Linked DNA regions of Mus musculus: all the other regions are linked to region 1. A link is a contact called in public HiChIP or PLAC-seq data. All regions are on one chromosome and are shown on one strand. The core of a region is the stretch at or near the end of the contact, and the rest is flanking DNA. Distances in the headings are between cores, read along the strand shown.

Region 1 (4,771 bases), core at 1,399-3,898:
GTACTAAGTATGTTAGCCTAAGTATGATTGCATTTTTGTATAGTCTCAAAGAATCTCCCTCTGAAGTTATTTCATAGATAACTCTTCACAGTAGCATATCAGGTAGTCTTGGTACTATGTACAGAAAAGAACAGCGAGCTATCTAATTGAACAGTCCCCCTCCAATAATAGACATGGCCCCCAGTGGAGGGATGGGGCCACCCATCTTCAAAATTTTTGACCCAGAATTGTTCCTGTCTAAAGGAAATTTAGGGACAAAAATGGAACAGAAACTGAAGGAAAGGTCATCCATTGTCCATCCCAATTTGGGATCCTTCCCATGTGCACACACCAAACACTGACACTATTGCTGATGTTGTGCTTGTAGACAGGAGCCTAGCACAGCTGTCCTCTGAGAAGCTCTATCAGCAGCTGACTGAGACAGATGCAGATACTTACAAGCCAACACTGGACTGTCGGAGACACCTTTGGAAGAGTTAGGGAAAGGATTGAAGGGGGCTAAGGGGATGGCAACCCCATAAGGAAGACCAACAGTGTCAACTAACTGGGACCCCTGCAACTCCCAGAGATTAAGCCACAAACCAAAGAGTGTACATAGGCTGGTCCGTGCCCCCTCCCCCAATCCACACAGAGGACTACCTTGTCTGGCTTCAGTGGGAAAGCCTACTCCTCTAGAGACTTGGTGGCCCTTTATCTATTTTTAAATATATAAAACTATATTTAAGCTGGGACATTCACCCCAAATAAAACCTCTTTGGGAGTAGAAACTAGACATGTGTCTGATTTATTTAAATGATATTTATTTTGATAAAAATGGGGGGGCATCTGATTCCATTCTGGTCAAGAGCAAATGTCAGACGAACTTAGATTAAGTAATGTGAAAGCAGTTATCACAAGGTCAGAGACTGGGAGGACATGGCAGCTGAATGCAGTGTAGAATCCCATACTGCATCCTGGAGTTCAGCAAAATTTGAGTGGCATCTGTAGATTAATTAGCGTTAGTAGCATTAAATGTCAGTTTCTTGATTTCAGTAGCTTCACCTTGGTTACACAGAATGTTAACATTCAATGTTAGGGTTTATAGAAACTCTGTATGTTGTTCTTACAACTGTTTCAAAGTCTGCAATTATAACTAAGTGTGTTTGTTTTGAGTCCTGGTCTCCTATAGCCACTGTACTGTCACATAGCACTGCCACTGTCACACACCTGAACTTTTACACATTCAGTTTCAGGTTTGTTCAACTCCTTTCCAGAGTCTTAGCAGATATTTGAGTCTACCTGTGTTTCTTTAATCAGACCTTACATTTTTTCCATTTCTAGACCTTTGTTTTATTATGGAAAAATGTTTATTTTGAAATTTTTTAAATTTAGAAATAGAAAACCTCATAGGAAGGAGGAAAGAAACAAAAACCACAAAGCATCCAGGCAGTGTTTTACTTCATGAACATGTCACCCCCTCTGGCTCACTCGTCCCATGGTGAGAAAGGAAGGACTCAGCCACCCACAGCAATGTTATTAATCGGGATATGGATCAGTTTCACGAAGAAGCCAGTGAACCCCATGATAGCAAATCCCATCGCTGTGGCCATGGCAGTCTTCTGGAAAATTCTTTTCTATCAAGTTTGGTACATCTTTTAGTCAGCCGCATTGAGTCTTTTACAAACTCCTGACTGGGCTCTACAGACTGCATTATCTGATCCATGTGTGTGGGATGACGGTTTGAGAGGGTAGAGGCACGTAGCCTAGGAGAGAATTGAGCCCTAGACCTTTATTTCTTAAGGCTTTCTGTGTCTATGGTGTGTGAGGTAAAAATTTTCAGTGTTCTTGTCTACAATTACTTTTTGTCGTTTCTGCTTCTCTTTTGGTGGTTTTTCTTCTCACTGTAGGCCATGCTTATTCATTGTTTGAGTTGGACATAGAAGTCACTAGCTGCTCTGTGTTGCTGTAATGTACTTGAATTGGTTTTTAGGTATCAGTTAACTTACTTGGAAACAATTCATTCTGTTTATAATTTGGTTTTAAGCTTTGTCAGACAGATGAGAACAGCATATTATCATAGAGCTTGCAAGAGGCCCACCCAGCCACAGAAGAGAACTGGTAGTTTAAGAATAATGCCATTAGTGGGAAAATATGAACCCCAAAGTATTTCTTTGGGCTGTACTTTTTTTGGTTAGTTTCAGAAATTTGTGAATTTTATTTTTGATGCTCAGTTTAGCAGAAATGAGTCTTGTTTTCAATTTTCTCTTTACTTGGCAATACATCATTTGCAGTTCACCCATGAGTGAGTCTTGGAGAGAAATAGAGGATGTTTCTCAGTAGGGGTTTGTGAAACAAAAACAAAACACTTGGCATTTATGAGCCTCTGTGAGGGAGCAGGAAATGAGACTCAGACTTTAAACCAACTAACTTAGTAATAATTACTGAGGAATAAACCAACTAACTTAGTAATAATTACTGAGGAACTGTGAGAATCGCATCATTAGAGCGTGTTCTTTGCTTGCTATAAATACAACCATAGTCCGTACAGTAGATTGGATGGCCTTGGGTTTGTAGTGCAGTTCATTTTGTACAGAGTGATATAGGAGCTGCTGTTGAGACTCAGCATGAGAGTCTGGAGAACTATGTGAGGCTTGCCCTATATTTATGAATCAGATTTTAAGTAAAACCACAACCATTTCCTTGTGTGTCATTCATGCTTTAGCAGAGGATATGGTGCCACAGAGCTGGCCTGGTTTGTAGTTTCTCATGTAAGGCTACACCACTTTCTTTTCCGTTTTAGAAGCCACAGCAGTTTTGATGTATTATCAAACCACAAAATGTACCTTGAGCATTTCCCAGGAAGAACTGTGCTATGCTGGTCTGAGTACCGATTGTCCTTGCTGGGTGGTTCTTTTTGGGAAGTACTCATGTAAATAAGTAATTTGGAGTAGTTGATACATTGGAACTACAAAAATGGAAACAGTGTTACGGTCTTTGAATATATAGATTTCTATTGAAAGATAGTGTTTTAGGTTTGGTAGTGCAGCTCAGTTGCAGGGCACTTGCCCTGTGTATATGACTGAAGCCAGGGACTGTTCCCAGTCCACAAGAAGGAAACGAGAGGGAGAGAGAGAGGGGGTAGATACTATGTTATGATGTTAGTGCTAACATATTAAGATCTGTTTTGTTCTACCTTAGCATCAAGGCCTGCCATGGGTTGCCTCTCATAAACGGACAAAGCTGTGATCCTTATGCAACAGTGTCCCTCGTGGGCCCCTCTAGGTAATGCTTACTGAATTGTTACTGCATTTTCAAGTTTAAAGTTGGATTTAAGAATTGGAAATGTACAGTTCTTAGATCAAGTGCTGAGTAACTGACATAAAATAATGCTTTAAAAGAATTTTTTGTAAGTTCTAGAGCACACTTGGTAAACAACTGAGTTCTGTTATCACAGAAAGATACTGGGTGTTATTTCAAATCTGCTATGTGCTTATTAGGCTGTGGTGAAAGCTTCAATCTTATGCCATTGTAAAATGTACTTTAAAGTATATTCCTGGGCCAGGTATGGGGGATGCATGCCTTTAATTGAAGTATTTGGGAAGCAGAGGCAGGTGGATCTCTGTGAATCAAGGCCACCTTAGACTGTATAGCAAACTACAGGCCATCCAGGATCTAAAACAAAACAAAAAACCAAAAAAAAAAAACAAATCATATACACCTGGCTGCCTTTACTCATTAACATTCTTACTTTCAAATATCCTCAATTTTCTGTAAGTAAAAAAATCACATTTTAGTGATTGTCAACTCAAAATAGCAAAACAGTTTCCATACCAGTATCTGGGAAGCCGCTTAGGACTGAGAACTGCCTTTTCTGTTCATGTGTCGGTGCTTTGTGAAGAGAGCTCCAAACTCTAGAAGAACTACTGAGGTCCCAGGCCATGGTGAAGTGCAGCATGATGTTGAGTAATTGGTCTATAATTTATGAAAAACCAGTAACACTTTGTGGTATCTATATTAGATAACTTCATTGTAGTTTCTTTACAAGACTGACTAGTCTGGAGTTTGTGTGCAACTTAAAGCTCTTTGAATCAAGAAACAAAAGCACAAAATTTGTTATCACCATGACTCCCCTTTATCACCTAAAGCTGTAGTCTTTGTTTTTTCGGTCATCAAGTCTTAAAAAAAGTGTGTGTGTGTGTGTATCAAAGCACCTGATACCATGGAGCTTAAATACTGATATGCTATTATTACAGATTGGTTTTAAATTTAAAAGCAAAAATGTATATGGCATTAAATGCTGCCAAAAGACTTTTCACATCAATGTTAAAAATGTTCATCCTCACTGGATATTGGAAGCATAATGATAACCCCTGTACCTGGGCAGCAGACGTAGAGGCTCACACATTCTGGCCAGCCTGCACTACTCACAACCATGTCTCACAGAGAAATGAGAAGGGAAACCAGCCAGCCTAGAAGAGCTGCTTGTTTGGAGTAAACCTCTTTTGTAGTTCTGTCATTGAACCAGACTATTGTTACTAAGCAGTTACTCTACCAGAGAGAGATTCTCAACTCAGGAAGTTGTTCTTGGTTTCTGTTTAATGATTTCTATCTCATGACAAATTCTTTAGTGGAGCTTTTAAAGTAACATTTCACAAGAACTATTTTTTTAAGATTTATTTATGTTTATTTTATAAACATTGGTGTTCTTCCTGTGTGTGTGTGTGTGTGTGTGTGTGTGTGTGTGTGTGAGAGAGAGAGAGAGAGAGAGAGAGAAAGAGAGAGAGAGAGAGAG
Region 2 (4,771 bases), core at 1,691-4,190, 230 kb after region 1:
ATTCAGCTAGAAAGCAGCAACCCTCGAAGGACCAGGTGAATAGTGTAGGCTTTGTCCAAGTGGATGATAGTTATATGAGCTTCTCAGTTTTTTATTTACAAAAGTGAGTTCCAACTGTTGACACTAGACAGACATTAAAGTCGGAGGTCATTGTATAGACTGACTTGGGAATATTGAGATGTGTCAGGCTCAGTAGTGTACACCTGTAAATGTAGCAACTGGGAGGTGGAAGCAGGAGAATTAGAAGTTTAAGACCATCCTTTGTTTCACAGCAGAGTTTGAAGCCAACCTGGGCTACATGAGACTAAAGAAGACCAGGAAGGAAAGGGGGGAAAAAAAAATCCTGAACTGGTCTGAATGGCATGTAGACTCTTTAACAGAAATAGCAACATTGTTTACATACAGTTTTGCAAACACAGTTATCTATCAGTAGATCTGTTGCTTCCATCAGCTTCTCTGGGCAATCACTATTAGCTGTGTTAGTGCTTTTAAACATGTGATACTTGGTGTATCTATTTTGGGTAGAAGTCAGGCAGCTTCTTATAACAGCACTTCTCCTATGTGTTTACCCAAGAGAAATGAAAACATGTTCACAGAAACACTTGTAGAAGAATGTGCATAGTGGATGCTGCTCTAATCTGGAAGCAGCCCAGGTGTCCATCAGTAGGAGAATAGACAAACACGTGTCTGCACAGTGGAATACAACTCGGCTGTAAGAAGAAATGTATTACAAGCATAGAAAACAAGGATGTTGCAGAGTGTGGTGGCACATGCCTTTGACCCCAGCAGTTGGCAGTTTGAAGCTACCCTGGCATACATAGGGACTTCAGACCAACCACAGCTACACTGTGAGAACTTTTAATTAAACAAACAAAAACATAAATGTCTTTAATCCCAGCAGGCAGGAGGCAGAGGCAAGTAGATGTCTATGTGATAAAGGCCAACTCAGTTTACAGATAAAGTTCTGGGATAGCCAAGGCTACTACACATAGAAACCTTGTCTCAAACCACAACCAAAATAAAATTCATAATTTGGTTGGGAAAGAAAGCTTACCTGAAGAAAGTACATACTAAATGATTTCATTTGTATGTTGTAAAAGTGTGCAGAATGCGGGCTGGTGAGATGGCTCAGTGGGTTAGAGCACCCGACTGCTCTTCCGAAGGTCCAGAGTTCAAATCCCAGCAACCACATGGTGGCTCACAACCATCCGTAACGAGATCTGACTCCCTCTTCTGGTGTATCTGAAGACAGCTACAGTGTACTTACATATAATAAATAAATAAATCTTTAAAAAAAAAAAAAAAAAAAAAAAAAAAAGTGTGCAGAATGCATCTATACCAGTGGGCATGGAGGTCTATGGGAAGGCTGTCTCCAGTAGGACTTGGGATCATATATATAGATGCATGATTTTTTTGTCAAATCTGATGATCTGTTGGAGGCTTATGTATTTTCTTGAATATAAACTTTGTCCTCAACTTTAGCTAGTAGGATGCTGAATTGTTTGAGGGAAGAAGGACATTGACACCTCCTATTTGAACTACATTCAGGAACCAGACATAGGACAGTACATTTGGTAATACAGACTCTGGGTTTCTGGGTGTTCTCTGTTAAATTTCATTCAATTTGCCTGTGCATTTGTAAATAATGTTGATTGAAATGTCATCACCAGTTGTTTAAAGGAATTTCAGTTTTCCCACCGGCCTGTTATTTTCTACTTTTATATGACTTGATAGAGCTGGAGTTTTGCTTATTTTTTCCCTCTTTACTATGTCTTTCCTGTGTTTCAATGCTAGTATATGTAAATTTGGTTAAATCCTTTGAATAAAATTCCATAGTGTAGAGATTTTATAGATTGCTTTTTCTTTTCTTTTTTCTTTCTTTCTTTTTTTTTTGGTTTTTCGAGACAGGGTTTCTCTGTATAGCCCTGGTTGTCCTGGAACTCACTTTGTAGACCAGGCTGGCCTCGAACTCAGAAATCCGCCTGCCTCTGCCTCCCGAGTGGTGGGATTAAAGGCGTGTGCCACCACATCCGGCAGATTGCTTTTTCTATGTTTTATTTAGTATTTGTGTTCTGCATGTGAAGGTTAGAGGATTCCTTTATTGAGTTGGTTCTGAGGATTGAACTCAGTAAGACTTGCTTAGCAAGTGTTTAACCCACGGAGCCACTTGCCAGCCCCCAGCTTGTTTTTTGTGAGCCAGTCTCTCACTGACTTGGAGCTCAACAAGTAAATATGATGACCAGGTGTGAGCTCCAAGGTTCTGCCTGGCTGCCTCTCTGCAGAACTGGGATTTCAGACCCCCACGGCTCCTGTGACAGACAGCCTTTATATGTGTGCTGTATGCATGTGAGCATAGAGTCCGCACTCCTGTGAGGCGGGGTGCATTTGGAAGCTAGAGCAGAATGCTGGGTGTCTTCCTCTGTTACTCAGCCCCTTACTGCCTTGAGATGGTGCCTGTGATGAACGAGTCGCTCATGTTTTGGCTAGGTTGACTGGCTGGCTACCGGCCAGTGAGCTCCGGGTGTCTGCTTATCTCTGCCTCCAATGCTGGGGTCATAGGCAAGAGCAACACCCAGCAAGCTGGAGGCTTGAACAACGGATTATCACCTGATGAACAGCTGATTGATAATCACCTGATGAACAGCTCTTAACTGATTGAGCTGCCGCTTTATGTTATTGCTGTACATTTGATTTTTCTTTTTTTAGCTATTTGCGCTTTTCTTTTTTTAATATTTAAATTCTACTTTTTAGTTTAGTGTGTGTGTTTTCATTCGTTGATTGTTGGAAATTAAATTCAGAGTTTCGTGCATTCAGGGTAAGTGCTGTACTACTGAGCTCTATCCCCACTGGCTCTGAAGACCAGGTGACAGCACGGGCCGGCTACCGTGCCCACCTGCACACATTTGCGCATCACGTGGGTGTCAGTGCTCAGCACTGCTGCTTCTCTTCAGTTTCTCATTGAGTGTTTTGGAGACAGGGTTTCCTGTGCAGCTCAGGCTTTACTCCTGTGTTCCTACCCCAGAAGTCTCAACTAATGTCTATTTTATTTTTAACCTAAGTGCAATCTTGTAGCCCAGGCTGTCTGGAACTGAAAATAACCTAGGATGACTTTGAACTCCTCCTGCCTTTACCTCCAGAGGCTTTTGCTGCTACGACTGGCTTCGTGCTGTGCTAGGAGCTGAGCCCTGGGCTTCATGCTGTGCTAGGAGCTGAGCCCTGGGCTTCATGCGTGCTAGGCAGGCACTCTACAAATTAAGCTGTATTACATCCCCAGTCGGATTTACTCTCCCACTGAGAACCTGACAGTTGTTCATCTTACTTTTCTTACTCAGTATGTTTTTACGTTTTGCTTTGTTTTGTTTCTAATCATTTTTAATGTGTGTGTGGGGGTGGGAATATACACGAGTGAAGGTGTCAGGACAGATCCCAGGCATCAGATACTCCTGGAACTGGAGTTGCAAGTGGTTGTGACTGACTGTTGTGGGTGCTGGGAACTGAGCCTGGGCTCTCTGGAAGAGTAGTGCATGCGGAGGCATCTCTCCAGCTCCACTGAATACATTTAGACTATAGATTTTACTGTGGCTTGTGATTTGACTACATAGTTTTGATTTTCTATTATTTCAGTATTCTGCAGTTTTTTGTTTTGTTTTGTTTTTACATTTATTTGTGGGAAAGTGCACGTGTACCATAACATACTTGTGGAAGTGAGAGGACTTGATTTCCTTCTTCCACCATACAGGTTTTAGGGATTGATCTTAGGTGGTCAGGCTTGATGGGAGGCGCCTTTTAACTGCTGGCCTCCCCTGCCAGCCCTTCTAGGTTTTGTTTAATGATAGTGGTATTGAACTTAGGGCACATTAAGCATATGCTTTGCCATAGAGTTATATTCACAGCCCAGTTTTTCAAAATATGTACTTTAGCCTAATGGTTATTTCAAGAGACCACTTTTTAAACTTTTATTGATAGTACCTAATTCAATTTAGATGAAAAGTTTCCTTGTTTTGTTTTTTGCTTGTTTTGTTTTATTTTTTTCTTTTGAAACAGGATCATTTGTAGCCTTGGGTAGCCTCAAACTTTGTAGCCAAGGATAACATTGAGCTTCTGCCACAGTCCCTTAAATACTGGGATTACAGACTGTTATGCTACCATGCCTTTGTTGTTTGGTTTGGTTTGGCTTGGTTTGGTTTGGCTTGGTTTGGGGTTTTGGTTTTTCCAGATAGAGTTCTCTGTATAACACCCCTGGCTGTCCTGGAAGCCACTGCACCTGACTGGTACTTAACTTTTTTTATATATATATTACTTTTTTTTTTTTTTTTAATTTTTTTTCGAAACAGGGTTTCTCTGTATAGCCCTGGCTGTCCTGGAACTCACTCTGTAGACCAGGAACTCAGACATCTGTAGACCTCAAACTCAGAAAAACGCCTGCCTCTGTCTCCCAAGTGCTGGATTAAAAGCGTGCGCCACCACCGCCTGCCTGGTGATTTATTTATTATTATACGTAAGTGCACTGTAGCTGTCTTCAGACTCATCAGAAGAGGGCGACAGATCTCATTATGGGTGGTTGTGAGTCACCATGTGGTTGCTGGGATTTGAACTCAGGGGCTTTGGAAGAGCAGTCAGTGCTCTTACCTGCTGAGCCATCTTGCCAGCCCTTAACTCTGTTTTTTAATTAGAATGTTTAAAAATAGTTTTCTTTGGGGTACAAGAGATGCCAGGGTTGAACCCAGGGCCTCACATCTGCTGAGCTGAAGTTTATCACTGAGCTACACTC
Region 3 (4,771 bases), core at 915-3,414, 190 kb before region 1:
AGCTGGGATCTGTGCCTCTGCCCCAGAACACTGGTTCCAGGCACGTGCGGTCTATGATGACATCTTTCGTGGGTACTGAGGACTTGAACTCAGGTCCTCTTGCTTGCACAGGAAGTGCTCTTACCCGCTGAGTCATCTCTCAGTCCCAGGGCAAGGCTTTTTGGGGAGTTGGAGTTGGATAACCTCCGAGGAAGAAGAGCAGTTGTGATTGATTGATTCCTAGGGTTTTGCCTGAGCATCCTATTGGAGGAAAAATTACTACTAAAATTAGAAGGCCTAGTGTAGTATAGAGAGTGGAGGAATAAATTTAGGAACCAACGGTTCTACTTTCATCATGATGGTTACAATTGTTAGATCTACAGCTGCAAGTACTCAATCAGCTAACTGCTCCACTAGGGAAAGAATCTAGGGATATAAATTTGGATCATAACATCTTGATGATATCATGGTTTGAATAGGAATGGCCCCCACTGGTTCATATATTTGAAAGCTTGGTCACCAGGGAGTGGCACTGTTAGGAGGTTTGGCCTTGTTGGAGGAAGTGTGTCACTGGGTGGGGGGGGGGGGGGGGAGGGGGCTTGAGGTTTCAAATGCACCAAGCCCAGTATCTCTCTCTCTCTCTTCCTGCTGTCTGCAGATCTGGATGTAGAACTTTCAGCTACTTCTCCAGCACCATGTCTGCCTGCAATTATTGAGGTAGAGAACAGTTGAGGAAACAGTCCTCGGAATAGGAAAAAGTATTTGCGAATTATTTCTAAACAGGGACTTGTATCTAGAACATATGAAGATTCACTTTTACAGCTTAACAATGAAATGATTGATAACCCCAATAGACATCTCTTTAAAGAAAAAATATACAAGGGGCTTGAGTTGGTGAGACGGCTGAGAGGGTAAAGGCACCCGATGACTGGGTTCTAGTCTCAGGACCCTGCTCACATGACAGAAGGAGAGAACTGGAGTCTCTCTCTCTCTCTCTCTCTCTCTCTCTCACGCACACACACACACACACACACTCTCTCTCACATACACACATACCACATACAAACACGTAAAATAAATAAAGTGTTAAACATGAGAAAAGATGCTCAAGTTATTAATCGCCAGGGGAATGCCAATCAAAATCACAAGGACATGTCACATCCTTCTAGGGTGGCGGCAATAAAAGGACAGATAGTAACAACCATGGACGAGGATGAGGAGACTGGAAGGCTCATACTCTGCACGTGGGGTTTTAAAACAGTGCAGCCAGTTGGGAAAAGAGTGCAGCAGGTCTTGAGAATGATAAACTTCCCACGTGGCCAGCAATTCCTCCCCTAATTCTACACACAAGAGAAAATTTTTAAAAATATGCCCAGGTAAAAGCTTGTAAGTACTACGTAGAGTCCTCTCACCCCCACCCTCCAAATCTAAATCTCCCCTCTGCTGGGTTCTGAACACTGCTGAGATTTCTATATGCCGAAGCCATCCCTCTCCAGGAACTCCTGTTGTCTCCCTTGCTACATTGCTGCTCAGGGCTCACTAGAGCTTCATGAAACTGCTGCATGGCTGAAATTGACAGGGCCCTTCAAAATACTTGCCTGTCAAGGCCATTCTAGAGACTGCTTTAACTGTTCTGAGCAATGGCGGTTTGTACAGTCCTGGGTATTAGCGCCACAGCCTGCTATTGGGAGATTTTTCTCTATGCCTATCCTTGAAAACGGAGCCTGACACCATTGGAGTAAGGATGGATCACTGGCTAGGGTCAGGGTGGGGGTGGGGTGGGGGGGTGTGTCCTTGTTACTCCCGCTCCTTTTATTACATAGTTTCCTTTTCTCCCTCCTACTCAATTTTGTTACCATTATTTAAGTTGAGTATGTGGTTTCTTTTTGTTGTTTCAAGTTGTAACCTGCTAGCAGCAAAAGGCTAGAAGCAATAGCCAGAACGACCTAATAGTGTCAGGGTTCCATTTTCTTATTATTTAAAGCCTTCTTGATCAAAAGGAGACCTCTGGACTCAGAAAAGTTAGAAGTGAGTCGGTAGCCACGGGTTCGTGGCGTGCAGCCTGGCTCTCTGCCTGCAGAACCCTCAGACTTGGAAGATGACGCAGGCTGACAGAGGATGAGGTACCTCTCAGTCTTTCTCATTGCCTTTGATGTTCTCAGTTCAAGGAAGCCAGACTCCAGCATTCTCCAGATGCCTTACAGGTTTCAGAGCCTAAGCAGGAGCTGTCTGTGACTAATGCTTTATTCTACCTCCTGCGGAGTGGAAAGAGTGAAAGAAAATAGTCAGCACAGTTCTCCTTTAGCAGAGAGAGAGGGGGGAGGGAGAGGGGGAGGGGGAGAGGGGGAGGGGGAGAGGGAGAGGGAGAGAGGGAGAGAGGGAGAGAGAGCAGTCCTTTCCCACTTGTAAAGCCCAGGTTTCAAAATGTTATTCTATTGTCTTCTTGTGAAAGTTACCCAAAAATGTCATTAGGCTTAGATGGCCTTGGTTTAAAGGCCACACAGATGAAGCTGTATGTGTGTGGGTAGTGTGGCATTTATGCATTTGCAGGATTGGTAGCTGTGTGTTTGGAACCAGATGCTCCTAGTGTTATGACTGAAAATAAAACCAGAAGATGGAAATAATTTTCTGTTCAAAGAAGGATGGTCAATAAACTTCCTGGCTGCTAAATTTTTAAATATCATGTAATTGACAGCCATATTGGCAATGGGTTATGGCTCATTGGACTGAAAGCAGAGAGCTGCAGAGCATACATGTATTTATAAGATGCAGAGTATGTTGCTATATAGTTAACTATGGGCTGCCCATAATGAGCACAATACAGTGCACAGGTCATAGCCTATTTGCTTTCAGAGCCGCTCTTCATGCTTCTCCTTGTGGCTCTAGGTGGCAGGTACTGACCTCTGTAGACAGGTTTCCCGGGCTTAATGCAGGTCAGGGAGGCTCTAGCTTGGACACGGCCCAAGAGAAAACCTTTGTAGGACAGGAGGGAGGAAAAGGCCAGGTGCCTTGCTAAGCTTGTGGCCCTTGAATGGTGTTACTGGAGCCACAGGATGGCTCCAGCCAGAAAAAAAATCTACCCAGTCTGACTGCTGTCAGTGACTCCTGTAGACCCCCCTGTGATTATTCCTGTCACACAGACTGGGTGTGACTCTCTGTTGCCACTAGTCTGAGCTTCTCTGGTTCTCTGACGTCTGTGTAACCGATTTCCCATTTAAAATCCCATCTTGACTACATGTATGCTGATCTCGGCTGCCTCTCACTCAGCCTTTCTCGTTTCCTTTGTGGTGATTAATACACACGTGACTGAGAAGACGCTGTGAAAGGGCAGCGGTTGTTAAGATAGCGTGATGTCGGAAGAGACAACGTGGATAAAGGGTGTTGATGGCTGGCGTGTTGATTTGGTGAGAGAAGAGGGCACAGGAGATAACTGCCCTCTTTCCCCCAGGGACTCCAGGGAGTGACAGTACCTACACTCTTCTAACCCCACCCCCTTCCAAATCCCCATCCTATCTATCCTTCAGGATGCACAGTTGTTATCTGATGGATACCCTGGGGCTGGATACTGCTCCATTTTCTGATCTTGGGTTCTGTCATGTAGCAGACTGCAAGCAACTTTCTAGCTCTTTAAGAATTCCAAGAAAATCAGGTGCCAGTTGCCAGCTTCGGGGAGGGGTGCTTCTGCTTACCTGAGACTCTTAGATGAGCTCTAAACACACCTAATACTGAAAATTGTCCACAGTGTTTTAATTTTTATAATATGGCTTTTTAAAAGAGCATGGACAGCTACCATCAGATGAGATCCAGCACATTCAGGGCGGTATGGCCATAGACCTGGATGACTACAATTACATCCCTTAATTAGGGATATGCTTACCAATTACTGTTATTCCTGGAGAGCTGGATGAAGGGTGGATCTTCGTCTGTTGAAGTTAGAGTCAATTGCCAGTCAAAATTTAAGATGCCCAGATGCTCACTAATCCCACAATGTTTTACGCAGCATGTTCCTACTGCAAATGTGATGGTGACCGTGAATTAGGAGCTAGTGAATGACTCATATTCAGGATGGAATTAGTTCTACATTTTAAAGGAAGAACCCACCCTCGTTCTGGAGCCGGTATCCGTGCCGACCTCCTGCAATGGCACAGAGGAACGATCTGATAATGGTTACAGTAAAAGGATACTCACAAGGACTTCAGGGCTTGGCAGTGATGCTATCTTCCTCACAAATGGTTCCTTTCCATCACTCCTTGTAACATCCTTTCTGAACCTTTGCCTAAAATCCTTTCTGCTGCTAATTGCAAGCTCAGAAAGACTATATCTAGAGGGGGGTTGCATTTGTAGACAGTCTCTGAAGGGCTCTCAACTAAAGCAAGTCACCCCGGCTAGGACCATCTTGCCTCATCTTATGAAAACGTCAAGGACCTACTACTTGAGGAAAAACACATAAAAGAGCTAGGACTTCAAACATGGACCACTGGAATAGAACCTACCCAGGGAGTAAATAATTATTCAGGGAACGATGGCAGATTAAACATGCTTGATTTCTCCTAACCAAGATGATACTAAAATAACAGTAAAGGCACTTGAGAAACGATACCCAGTGAGCAATGATAACGGCACCTTACAGCAGAGATGTGAGCTCAAAAAATGTCTGGTGATGGATGGTGGACAGAGGGACAGAGGTAGAAGGAGGCGAGGGGTGGCAAACCTGCATTGTATGAGTGCAGGTCAGAGGCTAAAACCCAGAGGGAGACCCTTCACCATAAAAACAACCTGTCAACATCAGCTG

What was found. HiChIP or PLAC-seq counts read pairs in DNA pulled down with a chosen protein or histone mark.
Region 2: a contact with region 1 is called in a BATF HiChIP or PLAC-seq map of CD8 T cells, with 5 read pairs. The contact joins two enhancer-like sites. A contact is called at or near these places in 5 of 39 promoter capture datasets (the C10 cell line, the HPC-7 cell line, cranial neural crest and 2 more), 2 of 115 datasets of contacts at active chromatin or transcription factors (CD8 T cells and memory CD8 T cells) and 3 of 9 other capture datasets (adipose tissue, liver and pancreatic islet).
Region 3: a CTCF HiChIP or PLAC-seq map of CD8 T cells shows a contact between it and region 1, with 5 read pairs. The contact joins two enhancer-like sites. A contact is called at or near these places in 2 of 15 datasets of contacts at CTCF or cohesin (CD8 T cells and pro-B cells), 27 of 484 Hi-C or Micro-C datasets (the AtT-20 cell line, CD4 T cells, the MNK3 cell line and 17 more), 7 of 115 datasets of contacts at active chromatin or transcription factors (CD8 T cells, DN3 thymocytes, embryonic fibroblasts and 4 more) and 4 of 9 other capture datasets (adipose tissue, embryonic stem cells, liver and 1 more).

The regions. Positions count from the first base shown.
Region 1 is chr9:96,581,233-96,586,003 of GRCm38.p6, reverse strand. Rasa2 (RAS p21 protein activator 2) reads left to right here. Exons shown (of 24, transcript NM_053268.2): 6 at 3,178-3,261. It also overlaps the pseudogene Gm19280. Among named protein-coding and RNA genes, the nearest start is that of Rasa2, 48 kb to the left of the region's middle. Within about 2 kb of position 2,648, at least 93 of the 459 cell types and tissues checked have an H3K27ac peak or open chromatin away from gene starts, as enhancers often do. A contact at or near this core is called in CD8 T cells, DN3 thymocytes, embryonic fibroblasts and 1 more, where this site is marked.
Region 2 is chr9:96,351,735-96,356,505 of GRCm38.p6, reverse strand. The region is part of intron 1 of Atp1b3 (ATPase, Na+/K+ transporting, beta 3 polypeptide); the gene reads left to right. Among named protein-coding and RNA genes, the nearest start is that of Atp1b3, 10 kb to the left of the region's middle. Within about 2 kb of position 2,940, at least 52 of the 459 cell types and tissues checked have an H3K27ac peak or open chromatin away from gene starts, as enhancers often do. A contact at or near this core is called in CD8 T cells, where this site is marked.
Region 3 is chr9:96,770,699-96,775,469 of GRCm38.p6, reverse strand. C430002N11Rik (RIKEN cDNA C430002N11 gene) reads right to left here. Exons shown (of 5, transcript NR_102296.1): 4 at 3,857-3,989; 5 at 1,073-2,234. Among named protein-coding and RNA genes, the nearest start is that of C430002N11Rik, 7.5 kb to the right of the region's middle. Within about 2 kb of position 2,164, at least 98 of the 459 cell types and tissues checked have an H3K27ac peak or open chromatin away from gene starts, as enhancers often do. A contact at or near this core is called in CD8 T cells, DN3 thymocytes, embryonic fibroblasts and 1 more, where this site is marked.